Linked DNA regions of Sus scrofa: region 1 is linked to region 2. A link is a contact called in public HiChIP or PLAC-seq data. All regions are on one chromosome and are shown on one strand. The core of a region is the stretch at or near the end of the contact, and the rest is flanking DNA. Distances in the headings are between cores, read along the strand shown.

Region 1 (7,543 bases), core at 4,052-6,551, 750 kb after region 2:
TTCGTTAACCACTGTGCCACGACGAGACTGCCCCGTGCCTAATCTTGACCCTCCTCATCCCGTTCTCGCCTCTCCAGGGCTGAAAATGCAGACTCACCCCCTCCATCCTCACTCTCCTCAACTATGGTCAGTGCTGGCCTCTGTTCTTAGGAGAAAAGCCAAACTCTTCAACATGACCCAGGAGGTCATGGCTGGACCCCTGCCTGTGTCACCTTCTGCATCTTGTGGCACCGTCCCTCTGCTCCCTGGACCTTCCCTCACTTCTTCAGTGACCACCACTCCTCTACCCTCCCTGATGTTTCCCATATCTGGTTCCCTCTACCTGGAACCCTCCCCCACACCTCACCTGTCACTTCCTGCTCCACCTTCTGGCCTCTGTTCATGTCCCTCCTTCAGAAAGCCTTTCCCAGTGTTCCAGTGCAGCTTGGCCAGCTGTCCTCCCATTGTCAATTCTAAGAGCACCCTGGATGCCTCATGAAATTCATCTCACTGTCAATTAAGCATGTATTTAGGTGGTTAGTTCCAACCCAGTCTGGAGCATGAGAAAGTAAGTTCCGTGGGGACAGGGATTATGCACGTCTTGTTTACTCTTGTCTCTCTAGTAATTACTCTATGTGCCATTGAGTGGAACATGGCAGACATTCAATGTAGAACTGTTGGATACATAGACAAATGGATGGATGAATGGTTGTGTGGGTGGGTGAATGGAGAGTTGGATGGATGGATAGAGGGATGGATGGTAGATGGATGAGTGGCTGGATAATTGGATGGATAGACAGAAGGATGGATAGATGGGTGAATGGATGGATGGATAGATGGATGGATGGATAGATGGATGATGGATGGGTAGATGGATATTTGGATGGATGGACAGATGGATGGATAGACAGATGGATGGATACATGGGAGTTCGAATGAGATCCTGCATTGAAGCTTCCAGCATAGATCCTGACACAGAAAAGTCATTCAGTGGTTTGTTACGCTGGAAACACAAAGCCCTGTCATGCATCAGCATAGGGATTCCTGCTTGCCTATCAGGGTCACTTTCTGGAAGGCAGAGTCCCTGATGGGAAACCAAGACCCACAGCCAGCCTGAGACAGAGGTATGACAGAGGCCAATTGGGGTCCTCAGCCTTGCCAGTCACTGGGCCTGGGCTCTGCCAGGCAATGATGAGAGCACAGGGTTAGGATGCCCTAGAGACCCTGGGCTTTGTCAAAGCAGAGCTGTCATCTGTCCCCTCCCTCCCAGCATGTGGTCACTGCCAAGGCTATAGAGAGTGAGTTCCAAAGCTGAACTGGGGGAATGGGGTCCCCCCTGCTGCTGTTGGGAAAGGTCCCCCAGTGCCTTCCAGAAACCACAGCTACCTTCTTACCCCTTGCTCAGGGACTGAGAGGGTCCTTCTTGTGCTCAGAGCTCTGCAGAGACTCTCTTTTTATCATTTGTCCTCTCTGACCTTGACCAGTGGCATGAGCAGTCCTCTACTGTCTAGTGTGAAGCCCTGCCCCTCCACGCCATAGCAGGTCTCTAATTTAACCTCTTCCCTAAGTCCCGGCCTCAGTGCCTCCCTAGGAAGCCAATTCCTCCCAGGAAAGTCCTTGATTTTCTCTTGCCTCTTGTACTGATAATGGAATAGCCAGTCATTCAGTGTGACCTTGGGCAGGTTACTTAACCTCTCTGTGCCTCAGTTTCCTCGGCTCTTAACAGAAATATTCATAACAGTGCGTAATATAGTCTTAGCACATAATTAACAACCACGGGGTTGTGAGGGGATTAAATGAGCTAATACATGTAAAGCGCTTAGAGCAGTGCCTGGCACACACCAAGTGCTGTGTGTTACCTGTTATCCTGCAACAAACAGGCATTGAACACCAGCACATTCTAGGTCATGGGGATACAGATGGACACCCTGGCTGACATAGCTCACCTTAAACAACAGGGCCCACCTTTTGTTCCATTGTCCAGAACTGGCGACATCTCTCTCTGCTGCTCACGCTCACGCTCTGTGTGATCTCGGGTAGGTCGCATCCTTTCACGGAGCCTCAGGTTTTACATGTGTACCGTGCCTGCCCCTCCAGGTTTGGTGAAGATGAGAGGTGATGAGTATAGGATGCTTAGAACCAGTACCTGTTCAGTGATCAGTGGCTAGTCTTGTTCAAGCCAGTTTTTTCCCAGGACCCCTCTATTCTGAGGTCTACGAGCAAGGACCATGCGATCATCTCATCCCTCACCTCTGTCCTGGGACGTGAGCCTTAGAGTACTTGACTTTACACATTACAAGACGTAAGCACAGAGAGGTTAAGCCACCTACCTGAAGTCACAGTGCTTCCAAGGGACAGAGCTGAGATCTGACTGCGTGTCTGTGAGATGCCACCCACCCGTGCTCCTGGCACTGAGCCACTCCTTAGCCCCGATAATGAACACCATCAGATCCAGGAGACCCCAAAGCCAGGAAGAAGATGCGAACACCCAGAACTCATTCGAAAGGGTGAATACCTGGAGTTCCCGCTGTGGCTCAGCGGTTAATGAACCCGACTAGTATTCATGAGGATGCAGGTTCCATCCCTGGCCTGGCTCAGTGGGTTCAGAATCCGGTGTGGCCGTGAGCTGTGGTGTAGGTTGCAGACGGGGCTTGGACCTGGCGTTCCTGTGGCTGTGGCGTAGGCTGGCGGCTACAGCTCTGATTCAATCCCTAGCCTGGGAACCTCCATATGCCATAAGTGAGGCCCTAAAAAGACAAAAAAAAGTGAATTCCCAGTGTTTGGGGTCTTGAGTGTTGTCAAGAGCAGCACCCACCCGATGGCTGCGTGTTCCTGGAACCTCCTGGTTCTTTCCCTTCCCCCACCCAGCCTCGGGGGAGGACCACAGCCCTACCCAATTCTCTCAAAAACCAGCAGAAGCGAGCCGCGTGATTGGAAGACAGATTAGACACCAATAGGAAAGGAGGCCATCAAAACGAAAGCACAGCCCAGCTAGGCCCAGCCTTAAGCACACACGTTCTGTGTCTTATCTCATTTAACCTTGGCAAAAGACTGGAGGAGAAGTGTATGACTCTCCCAGATTTTAGATGGGGAAACAGAGGCACAGAGCAGGAGAGTAACTTGCTCAGGATCCCGCAGCTACTCAGTGGAGGAGTCAGGCTTCAAAGCCAGGCTGGAGTTCCTGCTCTTCTTACCGCCAACACTGGCACCTGAAGCTCCCTGCAGGCACAGGTTGTGGGTCTGGAAGTTGTGTGGGGAAAGGTAACCTGTCCCGTGGAAGACCCTTCTCAGAGCCAGGGGCTGGGCGTCGTGTCTGGAGATGGCTCTTCCCAAACCAGGACTGCGGGTCACACCTCACGCAGCAATTGGCATTTCCTCGGGCGAGTGTGACTGTTCCATGATATCGCTCTGGACACAGGGAGAGCCCTTGGCCCTCCCTCCCAAACACAAGTGGTGGACAGTTGGTTTCTTCTTCATTCTCCCTTTCCCAGCACCACCACCAAGGACACAGCTCCTCTTTAGCTTGGCAGTTAGTGGAAGGAACAGATGGTAGAGGCTTGGGTTGAAAGGGTTGTGTTCGTGACCATTCACCAGGCTGCTGGACCACTGCTCACTTCTGCGGGCCCCGCTCTCACCGATCGTGTGTGTGTATGTGTGTGTGTGTGTGTGTGCGTGTGTTAAACAGGACTGTTTCTGTTTTGGCCTTGTTGAGAATCCCAGATGCTCAGTCCAGAAGCTTAAACCCAGTGGGGCTTGGAGTGGGGACTCACACAGGCAGGTGGCTGCCACTGCAAGTCCTCCATGGCGGGATCGACTCTGAGCATCTGATGGTCCCAGCTCTGCCCCCTCCTTACTCCTGCAGTTTTCCCTGTAAGTCCTGCCTCTCCGGGGGCCTCCCTGACAAACCAGGACTTACAGGTCAAAGACAGCAATGAAAAAGTTCTGATTAATTGATCTTGAAATTTTTTCTTGGCCATGCCCACAGCATACAGAAGTTCCTGGGCCAGGGATCAAACCCTAGCCACAGCAATAACAATGCCAAGTCCTTAACTGCTAGGCCACTAGGAAACTCTAAAATATTTTTAGTTAAAAAAAAAAAAAGCTTAAAATTAAATCAATGACAAACATTCAAAAGTTAGATTTTTACATACAGATCTTGATTTTTGGCTTCTCTTTAAAAAGCTCTGGTGTGACCCTTTTACTGGATATTCCCAAATTATATCAATTGCCTGCCATAAGTGGTGGCAGCATTTAAACAGGGAATGACCTGTCTATTCCCCATGGTCCATGCTACTCTGTTGTCCGAAACCATATCAGTTAGAATTTGTTTGAGCTACAAGCCAGAAAACTCAAAATAGCTGTCTGAAACTCGCTGAAAGTTTAGTTTTCTTTCTCCTAAGTGTCCCATGTAACAACTTTAGAGCATGTAGGGTGTTCCATGGTGGCAGGGACCTAAGCTCCTTCACTTTCGATGCTCTACTGTGTGTGACCTCCATTCTTAGGGTCACCTCAAAGTCTAAGAAGGCTGCTCCGGCTCCAGCCCTTGAGACTACATTCCAGCCAAGAGGAAGAAGGAAGGGGAAGGAGAAGGACACACCCCCTCCCTTTAAGGACCCTTCAGGAAGTTGTCGCAACACCTCTATTTACATTCCATGGGCCAGAATGTAGTCACATGGTCACCCCCCACCCTGCCAGCCCCCGCTGCAAGAGTGACTGCGAAATGTAGTCTTTCTTTTATGCAGCCTTGTGTGTAGCCATCAGGGTTTCCATCACTATGAAAAAAGAACAGCCATTGAACAGTTTAACTTTCTTACACAGACTGTAAATAAACCAGTAAAGAGGAGACCTTGTCTTTGACTCTGAGTTTCTGTTCCATCATGGGTCATTTACATACTGTTGCTCATCTCATAGCACTGTTTGGAGGAATTCTCAAGGAGATGACAGATGTTAATGGTCTGTCTCCCTGAGCTAGCACATCAGCTCCATGAGCACAGCGATTTTGTCTGTACTGTTCACGGCTGTAGCCCCAGCACCTAGGACAGGCCCTGACACATAGTAGGTGCTCAGTAGAAATAGATGGAAGGAATGAATGGACAGATATTCCTTAAATGTCTTCTATGTGTGAGACACTGTGTGGGGTGTGAGACAGAGCAGGGAACAAGATGACTTCCAGTTTTCATATCCCCATGGCATCGAGCCCAAAGCCGAACACACTAAGATAAATTCCTATTACCTTGGATGGGATCTCAGTGCCAGCGAGAGTCCAGGCGTTTTAATTTTGTTTTGACAAAGAGGCTGATGGGAGAGGCTGGCTGGCTCCTCCGTCTCCCATCTGCCGGCGGCCCCCCGGGCGCCCCCGCCTGACCTTCCCCCCCTCCCAGCCCTATGTCGCTCAGGACACTAAAACATAATTGGCCTGCCCTACTTTTGAAGAGAACCCAGATTGAAGGATTGGGTTTTTCGGTGGGCTGACCTGTTTAAGAGCCTTAAGAGGAAGCTGGGAGTTTCAATTTTTTCCACTGCCACAGCAAGGCTGTTTTTAGCTCAGCTTTGATGAAACAGCGGGAATCAGGTTCCGCCCCGGGTCACCCATCAGCTGACCTGGTTGGGAAAGGCCTCCCGAGGGGCCCCAGGACCAGCTGTAGGTTTGCGAGGAAAAGGAAGGTTTGCTTTGCTCAACCCGGGTAATTGGTCCTGCTCAGAAGCAACCCTGGGACCATCCCTAAGGAGAGCGAGCGCTGGGCTGGGCTCAGAGGTTTGGTCTTCTTGATGGGCTCCCGCAGCCTGGGAGACCCGTGTCTCCATCCCAGCTCTTTCGGGCATTAGCTTCGTGACCTTAGACAAATTGCTTGGCCTCTCTGGGCCTCAGTTTCCTAATCTGTTCAATGAGATTCGTCATTTTGATCTCGCCAGGCGACTGCAGGTGCAAGTGACAGAACGTCGGCCGACTGCCGGGTCCATCCCGGACTTCGAGGCTCCTTCCACTGTCTCCCTGCAGGAAGCCAGGCAGATTGACAGCCACACTGGAGGGGGCAGGCTGGCTCCAGCCCCGGCAGGCAAGGCTCTCCGAATTGCAATGCTTTGGCAGGCCATCTGCTTTTCCAAGGGTCAAGAACCATTTCTTTGAGCCTCTTTTCTGATCCTTTTGTCAAACTGTGGTTGAAGAGATTGGCCTCTGGGCCGCTATGGTCCCGTATTAAAGAGACTCGTGTGATGGATTCTTGCTGGAGTTTGCTTCCAGGAAAGACGTGGTCCCTGTAGACAAAGGGATCTGGTCTTGGTGGCCAGAAGGCACAGCCCGGGCCATGCACCCAGGGGCCATGCTGCCGCCCTCAGCTGGCAGGAGGCCCGGAGCAGAAATCATTGCTCAGAGCCTTAGAACTGCTCTTTCTGCTTCCTCTTTACGACTCTTCAGTCTGGGAGTGTTTCTATTCCACCACAGGCCGCTAACCAGGCTACAGCCTTACAGAAGCCTGGGCCACTCCCACCTAGAAAGGCAATGAGGAGTTCCCATCATGGCTCAGTGGAAACGAATCTGACTAGTATCCATAAGGACACGGGTTCAGTCCCTGGCCTTGCTCAGTGGGTTGAAGATCTGGCGTTGCCATGAGCTGTGGGTGTAGGTCACAGACACACCTTGGATCTGGCGTTGCTGTGGCTCTGGTGTAGGTTGGCAGCTGTAGCTCCGATTGGACCCCTAGCCTGAGAACTTCCATATGCCGCAGGTATGGCCAAAAAAAAAAGCAAAGAGCCTGGGGGTTCAATGAGCCTGCCAGGTTACAAGCCCCCGCGACAACATCCTCTGGCTGAGCGTCCATCAAGTTCTAAACATCCCTGAACCTCAGTTTCCTCATCTGTGAAACTGGGTTGTTAATATTAAGACCTACCTCATGAGGTTGTTGTGAAGACTGATCTTTGCTGATGGGGAACCCAAGGCACGGATAGGAAAGGACTTTTTCCAGGTCACTCGACTACAGCATGGTAAAGCTGGGAGTATCCAACACAGAGGAAGTGCTGGTATTATTACTCTTATTGTTCTTATTCCAGGGGGCTTCTGTGAGGGTTGAAAGAGATCTGTGTCCCAGTTGCCTCCCACCGGGTCTTGCACACAGTAGGTGTCCAATGAACCATTGCCATGCAGAGATGCACAAGGCATGCATTGTCCCCTAGCATCTCTTGGTCCAGTGGTCTGGCTCTAGCCTTGCACACAGTAAGGGCACAGCTGTGTTCGTTGAACAAGATCAGAGGGGTCACTGGTGCTAGGGAGTGCGGGGAACTCTGGGATGGCCATCGTCCACGCCTTTTCTCTCCTGCTGAAGGCCGGCTTGGTTCCAATGGACTTGGGATCTTCCCAATGCCAGCTCTCACCCACTGCCAAGTACAGAGGCAAAGACAGAGAGGCAGAGATTCTTGTTAGAAAATCAAAGCACCTGTAGGGATAGAAAGGAGGCAGCAGGCACAGCCCTGCACCCTCAGCCTTTCTGCCTCGCTTCTAGTTGGCTCACTGCCTAGCTTCCTTTGTCCCAGTTCCCTTTGGCCCGCTGCCTGGTTTCTAGTTCCCCTC
Region 2 (7,349 bases), core at 4,576-7,075:
TGAAATCTTCGGGGAGGCCCCAGAAGGAGTGTCTGCTCCCGGGGAGAATGAGACTTTCCAGCCAGGCAGCAGCTGGGAGAGGCCGCCCCTGGGTGGGTGCAGGGTGGGTTCGTGGCCTGAGCAGGAGGGCCAGGGAGGGAGGAGGCACCCCCAGCCTCATTTCTTGCCACGCTTGCCCCTTCCCTTGCCTGGGAGGCTCTTCCCCTTCCCTTCTGCATGGAGAATGCTGGCCCCAGTGTGGAGCAGCAGAGCTGGTGTCAGGAGAAGGCTTTGCAGGCAGACTGCAGCTTTGCCACTTGCCGCAGAGCCTGCTGCTTGCCCGTTCTGAGCCCCATCTGTAAAATGGTCATAAGACACACACTTGTCTTTGAGCATTTTGCATGGCGCTGGGCGCAGCGTAGATGCCTGCAAAGTGCAGGTGGGGTGGCGGTGGTCTCCAGCCAAGCCTGGGGAGACCCGTCCACCCACAGGCACTGGCCTTCCCTCCCTTGGAGCTCCTGGTCTCTTTGTTTGCCTCAGCCATGGAGGCATGAAGGTGACTTTGCTCTGCTCTGTGACCCCAGCGCCCCCTCCCAAGAGGCCAGAAAGAGTAACTGGGCAGCTGTTCCGTGGAAGCAGGAGCCCAGTTTGGCTTCTCCAGCAGTGCTCGTGGCTTAGACCTGCACTGTTCTGTTTCAGGGGTGGGGCGGGGTGGGGGTGGGGGAGCTGGCCACATGTGGATATTTAAAATTAAACTACTTAAAATGAAAAAATAAGTTCATTGTATTTTGGTAAGGTGCAAACTAGAGGCTTATATTTTCAGCCCCACCCTGGCTTTTAGTGTGTCATAAAGTATTTCCAGATCCCTTCTAAAGCTGTCTGACCTCACCCCAAAATACCCACTCCGCCTCAATGCCACCTTTAGAGATTACCCAGGGCCTTCTCGGGTGTCCTCTGGTTGAGATGCACTGCAGCCTTGGAACTGGGTGTTAGGGTTTCTCTTGGGTGGAGACTTGAACTTGTGTCTCTGACTCTATGCCGAGTGCTCTTTCTCTCTTTTTTAAAAAACAGGTGGCAAAAAGAAACAGGTGTTCCCTTCATGGCTCAGTGGTTAAAGAACCTGACTAGGATCCATGAGGTTGTGGGTTCGATCCTTGGCCTCATTCGGTGGGTTAAGGACTGTGGTGTAGGTTTGCAGATGTGGCTTGGGTCTGGCGTTGCTGTGGCTGTGGCATAGGCCGGCGGCTGCAGCTCCGATTAGACCCCTAGCCTGGGAACCTCCATATGCTGCAGGTGTGGCCCTGAAAAGCAAAAAACAAAAAACAAAACAAAACAAAAAAACACCCCCCCCAAAAAAAAACAGGTAGCTAAGTAGTCAAGCAAGGTTCAGGGACCTCGTGACACAGCGAGTCTCTGACGTTGGTGAATGTTTGAATGTAGCTTCCCTGAGGAACACAGACTTTGTAGGTGGAGAGCCTGGGCTTCAAACCCCAGGCCCCTCTCTGATGAACTGAGTGCCTTCCGGAAGAGTAATCAAGGCTCTGTGAGCCTCAGTTTTCCCATCTGTAAATGAGGATGACGATGCCTGTCCCGCATGTGCTCTTGTGAAATGAAATATGCAAATACAGGTAAAGCACATCAAGCAGCGCCTGGCAGGTGCTTTGTGATGGTCACCAATTGCATGAGTAACATAGAGCAAAGCCAATTTTCAAACCAAACCCTGCCAGGCTCTCATAGAATTGTTTGGTCCTGTTTGAGCATTTCTTTTCTTTTCTTTTCTTTTTTTTTTTTTTTTTTTTTGGTCTTTTTGTCTTTTCTAAGGCTGTACCTGCGGCATATGGAGATTCCCAGGCTAGGGGTCTAATCAGAGCTGTAGTCGCTGGCCTATGCCAGAGCCACAGCAACTCAGGATCCCAGCTGCACCTGCAACCTAACACCACAGCTCATGGCAATGCCGGATCCTTAACCACTGAGCAAGGCCAGGAGTCGCACCGCAACCTCATGGTTCCTAGTCGGATTCGTTAACCACTGAGCCACGACAGGAACTCCTGTTTGAGCATTTCTGAGTGGCAGGACTCAAGCATCTTGACGACATCATGGCTCAGGGAAACGTGAAGAGGACTCAGGCAGCTCCCTCCTGGTCCAGACGAGCCCTCTTGGCCTTTACTTGCCGTTGATGGAAAGCCTTATCCCAGGACTGAAATGTGCCCCTCGCCCTCAGGTGGCATGGCTGACTTCTGGCAGTAAAACTGGAGCTGAGACTGGCTTCTCCGGTAGTGACAAGCACTTGACCTGTATGGGGGCCACCAGCCACACGTGGCTAGTTAAAATTAAATTACTTAAAATGAAATAAAATGAGAAATTAAGTTCCTTAGCCACCTGTTCCACTAGCCACCTTCCAAGTGCCCCATAGCGACACATGGCGCACTGGGCGGCACGGACTAGCAGGATTCCATTGTCACAGCCGTCCATGCTCTGTGACCTGAGATGCAATTGGAAGAGCCCAGCTTTGGGGCCCAAGAGCTGGCATCACCCTCCGGCTCTGCCACTCACAGATCGTGTGATCTTGGGCAGGTGCCTCTTCCCTGCCACCTGCCGAGCGGGAGGGATTCCAGGATCTGCCTGTCAGTGTTCCTGGGGAGGGGAGGCAGAGGGCCCTCACAGGGGGTGTTCCCCGCCCCCCTCTCCTCCCTCCGCTCTCCCTGGTTGTCATCTCCCCCCCCTCCTCCCCCTCCTCCAAGGGCTTGGGTGCTGGCAAGTTCAAGTCAATTCTTGGCAATGGTGGCTGCTGCCTTGGAGAGTTGAAGGCCTCTACCCTCTGGCTTGGCAGATGTGGCCTCTTTTTCTTTGAGTGGATTTTTAAAAGATCAAACAAAAAACCTTTTGCTTCGGGATAGTTTTAAGGTAGCACGGAGTTTCATATACCCCTCACCCCGTTTTCCCATTGTTAACATCTCACATGACCACAGGATGTTCGTCAAAACTCGGAAACCAGCACTAGTACATTGCCATCCTCGGAACTCCTGACCGTATCGGGATTGCTCCGGTTTTTCTGCTTATGTCCCTTTTCTGTGTGGGGTTCCCATCCAGGACCCACGTGGCATTCAGTTGTCATTTACTTTGCTCTGCCCTGTGACAGTTTCTAGACTTCTCTTGTGTTTCAGGATCTCGAGAGCATTGAGGAGTCATGGGCAGGGCTTTTATAGCTGTCCTGTAATCTGGGTTTGTTGGTGTCTTTCTCATGATGAGCCTGGCATTGTGGGTTTGGGGTAAGAATCCCACAGGGGTGAGCACCCTTCTTGCTGCATCACTCCAGGGGTACGTGATGCCCGTGTGATGTCACCGGCGATGCTCACGTGGCCACTCGGTGAAGGTGTGTCCACTCTTTGCCCCCTGCTTTCCCTTTGCTCCTCTGCTCCTGGGAAGCACATCTCTGAATCCAGCTTATCCTCGAGTGTGTGTGGGGAATAAGCTTGCCCTCCGGGCATGGTCTTGTGAGGCTCTATGGCCTGTTTCTCAGGCAGGAACCCCCAGCCCTGGCCTCCATTTTGCACATGGGATAATGGGGAGATGGCGAGTCCCGCTGAGTCTGCTCTGGAGAAGGGGTGCCCTTGCCTGGGGAGCCCCTGAGAATACGTTTGACCTTTATGCGCGTGTAAAGCAGCAGGCTGGCCTTACAGCCTCTTCTAAAGGTGAGGGAACCGAGAGAGAAGAGGCTTGTCCAAGGCCAGCCCAGACGTGGCCTCCTCAGCCCTCTGACCCATGGCCTCAGGGACCAGTGGCCCTGTCACCTGGTGAGGGGCTGCCTGTGGCTTCAAGGCATCAGCTGTCCTGTCCTCCCTGCTCACTGGGCCCGTTTCTTGGCCCACAGGGCGCCAGTTGTGCTGAGCAATGGGGAGGCCGTGGATGCAGCTTTCTCCGGGGTCCATCGCTCCAGCTGGAGGCGGAAGAGCTCCCGTCGCAGTGAGTGCCCAGACCCCAGGTCTCAGCCCCAGGAGGGTGGTGCCAGGATGGGGCCCAGAGCTGATGGGGGCTCATGCAAGCCAAGGGCTCGTCCTTGTTGCATGGCTGCTGTGGGCTTGGTGGCTGCTATGAGGTGACTCGGCCATTGCCCACCCTTGAGAGTGGCCCCCTTTGTCACTTGATGAGATCTGTGGCCCAGGAGTAGGTCATGCATTCAGCTGTTCCTCTGTCCCCTCAGTACTTCCGAAGGTGATCTGGTGGTGGGTGTACCCTGGTGACCAAGATGGGGTCCCTCTGGGAGCTAAACCAGACACACAGGCAGGCAGATACCACAGGTGCTGGGTTGGGGGGGATTAGGAGAGCCCAGGAGTCCTGAAGGCAGAGAGTGAAGGAGCAGGGGTCAGGGTGAGTGTGGCCAGGCTGAGGGGGAGCCTGTGCTGGAGCCCGAGGGCGAGGGGATGCCGGGCACATGGGAAGCAGCCAACCTGGGCGCGGTGGAGGGAGGGCCCAAGGGGTGAGCAGGCCAGGCGAGGCTGCCTTCTCCCCAGCTCCTCCTGGGGTGTGGGGGGCCTTGGAGGCTGCACTTTCCTGAAGGCAAAAGGGAGTCACGAGAGGCCCTAGGAAGCCATGAGAGCGCCATGCGGCCATGTGTGCATTTCAGTCCTGTCACTGTGGGATGGGGTGATGCTCTGAGACAGGTGGGTGGGCTGGAGGCTGACCAGGAGAGGGAGGCTGATGGCTGGAGCCAGGGACCTGGAGTGAGATGGGCAGGTTTCAGAGCCGTGTGGGAGGCAGAATCCATGGAGGGGTGGGGTGGGCAGGTGAGGAGATCTGACTGGGCTCTGGGGGCCCTGGGACCGTAGGAAGCAATGCAATTAGGACAGTGGGGACTTCAGAGTCTGGTCCTATGCAGGTGAGGACAGACTCCCATTGAGGGTGGGGACTGCTTTTCCAAACCCTACCTCTGCAGGGGCTCCATGCCCCTAAAGGGGGCAGAGATTGGGTGCACAATTTCGGAGCGGGGGGGGGGGGGAACAGCTCATTAAATGTTCCATCCCTGGAGCTGCTAACAGGGGCAGGCTGTGAGCTCTGCCCTGCTCCTAGCCTGCCCAGCAAAATGATAGGGGAGCCATGTGCTCATTTGCTGAATGTTTCACCAATCAGGACCCCGCTGGCTGAGTTCTGTGGGACACCCCTTCACCCCACTCTCCAAATCCTTTTCCCTACACCGGGACATTTCCTGTACTCCCTACAGCCATCTTGCCCTCCCCCACCTCTGGGTGGGTAGGAGCTGGCTCCTTCTGGGGTAGTCGTGGGGGCCTGGGCAATAGAAGAGGCTTCCGGGCCCCAGGGCACAAATGCTGGGTCTGCTTCATGCTCCCTGCAAGTGCCATCGGCCAGATGGGCCGGCCTGCGGGTGGCCGGGAGGCGGATGGAGTGTGCTTCGGTCACTGGGAGGGCGCCTTGGAGGGGCTGGAGGGCGAGAAGAGGCAGCGGAACCCGGTCCTCTGAGCGCAGTGGCAGGCCGGGGCTCCCCAGGGGCTGGGCTGCAGGATGCTGGCCCAGCTGAGCCGCGGGGATGCGGGCGGGAGGGAGCCGCCAGCTGGTGCAGTCCTGGTGTCACTCCGGCTGCCGCCTCCCGCCTGGGCCGCCAGAGCCGGGCTCGAGCTCTCCTCCTCTCCCTTCTCTCCCAGTCGAGAGGTTTACTTTCCCCGCCCTGGAGGAAGATGTGATTTACGACGACGTCCCCTGCGAGAACCTGGACGCTCATCAATCCGGTAAAGTCTCCTTCGGGCGTCCTTGTTTCTCTCCCGACGGACCGGGGGGCGGGGGGGCGGGGCCGGGGGAGGGTCTTTCCTTGCGCGTCTTCCGTGGCCCCACCCAGTCCATGGCCCCGCCTTCTTGCTTTAAAAAACCCCTGCGCTCTTCCCGGGAGCGTCGGGAGACCGCGGAGGGCGGGGCCGGGCTGGGGCTGGGGAGGGGTTAGGGCGTCCAGGGCAGGGGCACCCTGGGCTGTGGGTCCCCAGGCCACTCTTTCACGTCTCCGTCTCCATTCCTCCTGAAAATGGTTTAAGAGCCCCAGAGCTGTTGAGAAGGACAGTTTATTAAAGCTGACCGGTGAGGCCTGGGCCCTGCTCTGGGGCGAGGCCCGCGGTGAGCAGGGAGGGCGGGGAGGTGGTGGCCACAGAGGGGAACAGAGCCGGGGAGGGTGAGTCCTGCCGGAACTGGGCCCCACATACTCACCTGGCTGGAGGGGGGACTCTCCAGGGAGGAGGGCTAGTTCATGTCCCTTCACAGCCAGAGCCATCTTTGCTGGAACACCTTATGCCAGCTGCTCTTCATGTTTTGTCCCCAAACTTCGCTTAGAGTCTTACTTCCTTATTCTTGAGAGGAGGAAACTGTAGAGGGGGGATTCCAATCTGGGTCATTCTGAATCCAAGTCCAATGCTCTGTGCCCTACCCCCCAAAGGACTTGGGTGGCATTTTATGATGGATGAAGCACATTTGCTCCCCCTATTCAGTGACCCCGTGATGGGGCAGGGTTTATGGCTCCAGGTGACAGTCACATCAGAGAGGTTAAGCCACCAGCCCCACATCACACAGCCAGAACTGGAATAGACATTTGCCTGACTCTGCTTTTCCTACTATTCTGCCTGCCTTTAGGGGCTCCCCATCTAGAAGAGGAAACATCCCCTGCCTTTGAGGAGTTCTCAGTCTGACAGGGGCGACCAGGACCATCCTGGGGCAGCGTATAATCCAATGGGAGAGACACACAGACAACACGACTCCATCTGAGGGCCCACAGAGGGACACTCCTGATGTCTGTTCCAGGAACAGGGGTGGTGGGCCAGTGATACACGCATCTATCTGGCAAGCCCCGAATGGACCTGGGCCTGTTCCTGCTTGTAGCTCATGCAAATCCAGGAGAGTGGGAACGGGCGGCTGTATGCAGGTCCCAGAGCTGGTAGATCTGAGCAGCCTGAGGCTGTCATTTGACCCATTTGGGCTGTTCTCCCATCTGAATCAAATCAACCACTGAAGACTTGGCCACAGTCTGCACTGGGCACCATCGTGTCCTCAGGATGTGGGGTCTGGCATGTCCTGCAGTTTACTCTGAGGCAGACAAGAGCAGGTGGTCTGGGAGCCAGCTCTGCACCTACAATTTGAGGACCAGAACCCCTGCCCCAGGACCCCCCACTCTCAGAGCTGTGGGAGGATTGGGTCCCAGAGGCTGTGGCCGGCCCTCAGCAGGTGCACGGCACAAGGATGCTGTTGTTAGGAGTGTCATACCTGCCGGGGCCCAGCACTGACCTGTGCAGCCTGTGACGAGGTTTTCCGCCGAGATGCAGGCAGCATGGGCCAGTGGACACACACAGCCCTGGGTTCAAATCCTGGCTGCTGCTGAT

The links. HiChIP or PLAC-seq counts read pairs in DNA pulled down with a chosen protein or histone mark.
Region 1: an H3K27ac HiChIP or PLAC-seq map of alveolar macrophages shows a contact between it and region 2. The contact joins two enhancer-like sites. A contact is called at or near these places in 1 of 47 Hi-C or Micro-C datasets (embryonic fibroblasts) and 1 of 2 datasets of contacts at active chromatin or transcription factors (alveolar macrophages).

Annotation. Positions count from the first base shown.
Region 1 is chr6:76,883,595-76,891,137 of Sscrofa11.1, forward strand. The region is part of intron 3 of IGSF21 (immunoglobulin superfamily member 21); the gene reads left to right. Among named protein-coding and RNA genes, the nearest start is that of KLHDC7A, 130 kb to the right of the region's middle. Within about 2 kb of position 5,302, at least 9 of the 83 cell types and tissues checked have an H3K27ac peak or open chromatin away from gene starts, as enhancers often do. A contact at or near this core is called in alveolar macrophages, where this site is marked.
Region 2 is chr6:76,135,871-76,143,219 of Sscrofa11.1, forward strand. ARHGEF10L (rho guanine nucleotide exchange factor 10-like protein) reads left to right here. Exons shown (of 27, transcript XM_021095452.1): 5 at 3,851-3,942; 6 at 5,637-5,720. Among named protein-coding and RNA genes, the nearest start is that of ARHGEF10L, 75 kb to the left of the region's middle. Within about 2 kb of position 5,826, at least 50 of the 83 cell types and tissues checked have an H3K27ac peak or open chromatin away from gene starts, as enhancers often do. A contact at or near this core is called in alveolar macrophages, where this site is marked.